Linked DNA regions of Mus musculus: region 1 is linked to region 2. The links are chromatin contacts, called in public Micro-C maps. All regions are on one chromosome and are shown on one strand. Each heading gives the region's core, a stretch centred on a gene start, on an enhancer-like site or on the middle of the called end of the contact. The rest is flanking DNA. Distances are from core to core; before and after follow the strand shown. Region 1 overlaps Igsf3 (immunoglobulin superfamily, member 3). Region 2 overlaps Cd2 (CD2 antigen).

Region 1 (3,027 bases), core at 497-2,996, 130 kb before region 2:
CAGCAGGGCATAGCAGCCAGATCTAGGGGCCCAGGACGCTGGCTGGTGAGCTGCAGCCTGTGCACAGGAGAGGACCACTGAGGAGGAACTCAGGGGGTGGGGGTTGGGGGGCACTTCAAAGGAATGATCAAGTCTAGAGTTGCTGGGGTCTCAGAGCAGTCAGGGCTGGAATGGGGGGAGGGGGAGGGGGCAGTTTGCAGGGGAGATGTGACAGAAGTGTGGTCAGGAGGCAGGAGTCATAGGGATGTCTTGAGAGCCTTCAGGAACTCCTCCCAGGTTTTGAGTGACTGCTGCAGGGAAGAGATCCACCGGGCCTTGCAGCTCTAAAAACCATCATCTGCAGTCAGCACTCAGCAAGGCAGAAGGAGAAGAGACAAGTCACAGAGCTGACAGGAGGGCAAGCACTCTGACAGCAGGTGCCTTCACAGGCCACAATAACCTGCCCATCGACTGCAGGAGGATGCCAGAAGACAGCCAATTCAAGGCCACTTTAAAATACCTGCCATCCATCCCCTCACGGTCCCTACCAGCTGCATACCCTGAAGCTCCCACAGAGCTTGGCTGGCCACAAAGGTCAAGACAGAGGAAGAGTCAGTCACCAAGGCAGGGCCTGTTCCTGGAAAGCAGTGCACTCCAAATTTACACATTCAACCAAGAAAGTGCTCACAGAGAGGAGGCATTCATATTGGAAAATAACCCTGGCAGGAGGGAGGGGGTGGCCTCAGTGGCAGGCCATGCGCTTACTCTAGGGGAGAGGACTGGATTCCATCTCCAGCAGCATATACACACCATGCCAAACGGGGCGAGGGAGAGAAAACAATCCCACGAATGACTGACAGCTGTAAAGACTGACACTCTGACGGGGCTGCACGTCTGAAATGCTTTTTTTTTCTTTTTTTCTTTTTTTTTTTTTTGAGAACCAAAACTCAGAACCCCCAGAGAGGAGCTCTTTTGTGTACAGCAAGGTAAGATAGGGATCTGAGGAGGGGGCCAGCACCCCGAGGCGGCAACAAGGCAGACTGCTATCGGGCAGTGCGCGAGAGATAGCATTTAAGCAGCATCTCCAACATAACCGCCACCTAAGGCTTCAGCGTTCATAACGAGCAGCCCGGGGGCGGGGTGGGGGGCAGCACAGAGCAGTGAATGGGTATGTGCATCCGAAGGGTAAGTTCAATTCTCCTCTCAGTCCTTTCTCCAGACTTAGGAGAGACACCAAAGAAAGTCTGGCTCTAGCAGGTAAAAAAAAAAAAAAAAAAAAAAAGAGAGATTATGCCCATTAATTGTTTCTGACCTTGTCTGGCAGGATTAGCTGGCCATACCTGTACAGCCACAGGGCTCAACCCCAGTGCATGGGGGAAGCAGGCCAAGCCCAGGAAAATGAAAGGCCACCCGCGAGGGACAGCCAAGGCCACGGACAGAAGCGGCTTTGGAGAAGTTCACAAGTGTGTTTACTGGGTATTTGATTTACCTGCCAAGGCGAAATTCCAGGAGAGAGAGAGAGAGAGCGCCTGGGACCCGTGTAGAGTTTCCCTGCTGCCGCAGTCCCTGCCAGGCTCATTGTAAAGTAATGAATTTTGTGGACGCTTGCAGAGAAAAATAGCTTCAAATGCTATGGATCGATGGTGCGCACTGCAGAAACACAGCTCTCGGCTTCCTCGAGCTACTTTTGGGTATTGCCCAGAGTTCAATGGCGATCTGTCCTTTGAAGGCCAGCTAAGAAGTCAGCCCCGGGCCTAGGCAGGGCACACAGTCCCACAATCCAGCTACTGTGGATGCCCAAGGCGCAAGCATTCCTCTCATAGCTGAATCGAGCGTTTCCCTCCTCTTCCAGGATATTGGTTGGGGGAGGAGCCTCACAGAATGTCACAATCTACCACATACTATTCCACCGGGGTTCCTTTGAGTGTGAGGACATTGTGTGTTGCAGGGGTGGAGATGTGACATTATACGTTACTTTCTAGGGATGAATTCTCTGTATACCTATTTTTTTTTTAAAAAAAAAAAAAAAAAAGGAACATAGATAATCCTTAAAAATCTCATCTGAGCTCCAAGACTGTTAATTCCAAGAACTGTGCAATTCAAAGCACCTGTGTTTCCTAACTTACACACTCCTCTCTGCCAGAAAAAAGACTCTCCCTTACGTGATGGGAGGGGGACGTGCAGACTCATGGTCTCGGGATCAAAACAACTCTGAGAAACCACAGAGAGCCAGATGAAGAACAGCGTGGAAGGCTCTGACTGGAGTTAGAAGCCGCAACACTTAGAACTGCAGGTTTGGGAACGGCTGGGCAGAATCCAGAGCTGAGATATCCCTGAGCCTGCAGCCTCTGCCTTCTCTGAAGATGGGTAGCCTGGTCTGGAGGGGATGCCTATGGCCCTGGCAAGGCTTCCATGCTAGGGGGGCTGAAGCCAAAGGCTCAAGATGGGCTCAGCTCAGCTGTGGGCAGTTGACGAAAGAGTTAACACTGGTGGAGGGCATACACAGAACCCAGATGTGGGGAGCGTTCGGACTTAATCCAGACCTGATTACATTTTGGTTTTGTTTTTGGTTTTTGGTTTTTGGTTTTGTTTTGTTTTTGTTTTTTTGAGGCAGGGTCCCACTATGCTGCTCCTTGGAACACACTGTGAACCTGGCTGGCCTTAATCTCAGAGAGATCCACCTGCCTCTGCCTCCCACGTGATGGGGTAAAAGGCTTGTGTCTCCCCCACCCAGCTTTCTTACACTCCTTTTAGGTAAGAACACGAGCGTGCATGCATTGCCTACTCAAAAATACATGAATAAAAATTCCAGCTAAAGTAAACCAGGGAGAGGGTAAAAATGGGCAAAAATAATTTTAAACCTTTTCTAATAAAATACTGCTTAAAAAAGAAAAACTTTGGGTAACAAAAAAAAAAAACAAAAAAGAAAGAAAAGAAAAGAAAAGAAAAGAAAAGAAAAGAAAAGAAAAGAAAAGGGAAGAAAGAAACTAGAGGTTGAGGGGGTAGCTAGAGCAAGCAGAGAAAACCCTAGAAAACAAGAGCACTGGC
Region 2 (3,268 bases), core at 361-2,860:
TCACTCGAGTGGGCCTTTGAGCTGCCTTACAACATGGCAGCTAGGTTCTCAAAGCAACCTGAAAGCAAGAGTCAGTGTTCCAGAGTGAAGTGACAGCCCTTAATTAGAACTTAATTTCCGTTACTTCTGTGCATCACTTAAAGATAAGAGTGAAGCTCACATGTGCTTGGAGGGATCAGACAGCAGTGAAATGTGTGTGTGTGTGTGTGTGTGTGTGTGTGTGTGTGGCTGAAGGCACAGATGCAGAAGGATTTTATTAACACACCCCCCCCCCCCCAGGTTCATGGATGGTCTCCCTCTTCTGCCTTCCTGTCCCCACCCTCTATTCCCCAATCACAAAGGCACGAGGGGCAGGGCAAAGCTGCCTCTCCAAGACTCCAAAAAAAAAAAAAAAAAAAACAAAAACGTTTTCCTCTTTCTGAAGGCCCTGAGTTAAGAGACACCAGACTTAGTCAGTGAACCAACAAAGAGCGGTCCCATCTATTGATCCTAGAAATTATTCATTGTTTATTTGAAATTCAAATTTAACTGGCTGTCTCGTATTTTATCTGGCAACCTCATGCTTCATGTTTAGTGTAACTAGATCCCTCCAGAATAAAAGTAAGTATTTATCAAGGAGGGTGAGGCCTTGGAAGGCAAGAATGCTAGGTTTGGGAGCAGGGGACCGTGCAGCTTCCTTAACCTGTAGTTCAGAGCAGAAGCTGAAACTAGACCAGGGAATGGCCATGAAGGAGAAAAGGGGGGGTTGAAAACTCCTCCCATTCTAAGGCCAAGTCAGGCAGGGATAAAGTAAGTGTGAGCTGAAGTCCCACGAGGAGGAAGCAGCTGGCCCTGGAGTAGTGCTCGCTCACATAAACATAGGCACAGTGTCTCCAAGAGGAGTGATGGGAAGAATAGTTGGAATGAGACGCTGCAAGGACCAATGACAGAGCTACAGCTACTGACGTCCCCACCAGGAACACCACCAGGCACCCAGAGTGCTGTCATGGGTTAACCTCAGACCATACTGTGGAAGGCGTGCCTGCTTTCCAACAGTGTCTGGGGAAGGGCTGGAGGTCTGCCCGAGGACCGGTAGGGAGGATCTGTTGGAGTCAGCTTGGACAGGAAGCCTTGTCTGTCCACCCTGCTCACACTTGGGAGCCGACTCTGACATTCCAGGCCCTTGGCAAGTCAACAGGGTCTGAAGGTCCCTGAATTCATCCTTGAAGCAGCTTCAGGGGTTACTGAGGGATGCCCCTACGCAGACAGTGCCCAGAGAGGTTCTCAGCTCACAGGCAAGGACTGTCTGAGGGGAAGACTAGAGGGACAGAAGTAACAACCAACATCAACAGCTTGCTTTGACCCTCTGCCCTGCTTGGTGGACCTCCAGCTTGCCTGGGGCCCATCCCTAGTCACGAGTGTTAACAGTCTTTGGCCTCTGTGAAGCTGGGCTCAGCTCCCGTTTCTTCTCGCCACCGTCCTTTGAGCCCCTGCTCCAGCTGCTCTCTCTAACTGCTATTGATTCACAAAGAACAGATGGTTTAGCCCCCCCCTCCTGGGAAACAGCTACCAGAAAACCCCCAGGGTAGAGAGTATAGCAAGAGCAAGACCTCACCTCTAGGTGTTGTTTTACAGTTTACAAAAGCACTTTTCCATCCATTATCTGATCTGACTTCCGACAGCTACCCTGTGATGTAAGGTGCATTGTTTCCATTTTACAAAGAAGGAAACAGACTCAGAGAGGTGGGGCGTCTTACCAAAGGTCACACAGCTCTTACCTGGAAGAGCTAAACTAAGCCTGTTGCCCTGAGCAACCACGGCACTGTTTTCCTGTTACTCTTCCCTATTCTGGTGGAAGAAGGGATCAGAACTCTTATGCCACTGATAACTGTTGAGTGTCTAGGCGGCTTTCCTGAACCCAGGAGGAGTTTGGGAGGAAGAAGAGCTGAACACCGAGGTTGGGGGATGCTTCACTTGGGGGAAAGGTCCCATGAGACCTCAGGCAACTCATCCTCCCTCTCTAGAACTTGGATGCTCTTTTCCTCAGTGGGGGATGGGGTGAGATGGGCAGGCACTGCTCCTCAGCCCTTGCAGATTTAAGTAGCACTCCAGGCCCCAGAAGCTCAGCCTCAAGGAGGCAGAAAATCCTGTGGAACTCTTTCATTTGTTTGATGTAGGAGGCTGGGGCCTGGGCCATAGAAATGAAGGGACCACTCTGCCCAAGACCTTTCCCTTAGCCATATTTTCTTCTTGCAGAGAAAGGTCTGTCCTTCTATGTCACAGTGGGGGTCGGTGCAGGAGGACTCCTCTTGGTGCTCTTGGTGGCGCTTTTTATTTTCTGTATCTGCAAGAGGAGAAAACGGAACAGGAGGAGAAAAGGTAAGCACACCCACTCCTTTATCGCTGTAGGCTGCAGTGAAATCCCCACGGGACCGTCCCTCCTTGAGTCTGCGAAGAAAGGGATGGGCAGGGTTGGAACCAGAGCTTCTGGGTGGCTCTGTTATGTACTCAGATTGATTTCTGAGGGACAGTTCTCCGGGGTAACATCAAAGGACCCTTGAGAAGCGGCAGCCAGGTTGTATACCTTCCCAGAATCCACCACGTGAGGCTGCTTTGGTGAAAGGCTAGTGTGGAGATCCCTGAATCGTCCACAAACTTTCATAAGGAGAGAGAGATTCCACCCAAATCCCATGTCTGTGTACAAATGTCTTGGCCTTGGATGCCTCAAAGGTGCGTTCAGGGCCAAACTCTTAGGAATATGGATAAAACTATCTCCAGCCAGGAGGCACTGGGAGTGGATCAGTGCAGAGTGCTCAGTGTGTGTAAGGCTGTGAATTTGACTCCCAGAGCTGCAAGAAAATAAAGCCCAAATGAGGGTGATTGGTGGCCCTTTGTTTCCCGGTTAGATGTTTAGGAAGTGAGGTGTTCAGGCTGGGAGTACGGCTACCTTGATGCAGACTTGTCCTGCAGCCTACAAAGCAGAAATTAGTTATGGTGGTCCTAAGCAGGGAGCTGACCACTCAAGGGACAATATGTTAGAGACTATGTTCAGGTGTGTAACTACGGATGCTGGGGTAAGGGCAGTCTTTAGTTGGTTACATGCTAGTGGGTGGGCATGTCCCTGGGGTCTTGAGAAATCTCAGACTCACATAGGGCTGGGTCCCATCCCTGCAGGTCTCCACCTAGAGTAACCCCAGTGATGTTCAAATACTGACTTCCAGCACAGCCCATAGGCAGGGTCTGCCCATACCCCACAATGCTGGCCCCTGACCCAGAGCCCAGTAGGTTT

What was found. A called contact is a pair of places that touch in the nucleus more often than the background predicts.
Region 1: a Micro-C map of embryonic stem cells shows a contact between it and region 2, with 2.7 times the contacts expected there. The contact joins two enhancer-like sites. A contact is called at or near these places in 1 of 484 Hi-C or Micro-C datasets (embryonic stem cells), 1 of 115 datasets of contacts at active chromatin or transcription factors (the SCID.adh cell line) and 1 of 9 other capture datasets (embryonic trunk).

Annotation. Positions count from the first base shown.
Region 1 is chr3:101,407,885-101,410,911 of GRCm38.p6, reverse strand. All of the region lies in intron 2 of Igsf3 (immunoglobulin superfamily, member 3), which reads right to left. Among named protein-coding and RNA genes, the nearest start is that of Igsf3, 32 kb to the right of the region's middle. Within about 2 kb of position 1,746, at least 49 of the 459 cell types and tissues checked have an H3K27ac peak or open chromatin away from gene starts, as enhancers often do. A contact at or near this core is called in embryonic stem cells, where this site is marked.
Region 2 is chr3:101,278,878-101,282,145 of GRCm38.p6, reverse strand. It overlaps Cd2 (CD2 antigen), which reads left to right. Exons shown (of 5, transcript NM_013486.2): 4 at 2,236-2,358. Among named protein-coding and RNA genes, the nearest start is that of Cd2, 7.4 kb to the left of the region's middle. Within about 2 kb of position 1,610, at least 85 of the 459 cell types and tissues checked have an H3K27ac peak or open chromatin away from gene starts, as enhancers often do. A contact at or near this core is called in embryonic stem cells, where this site is marked.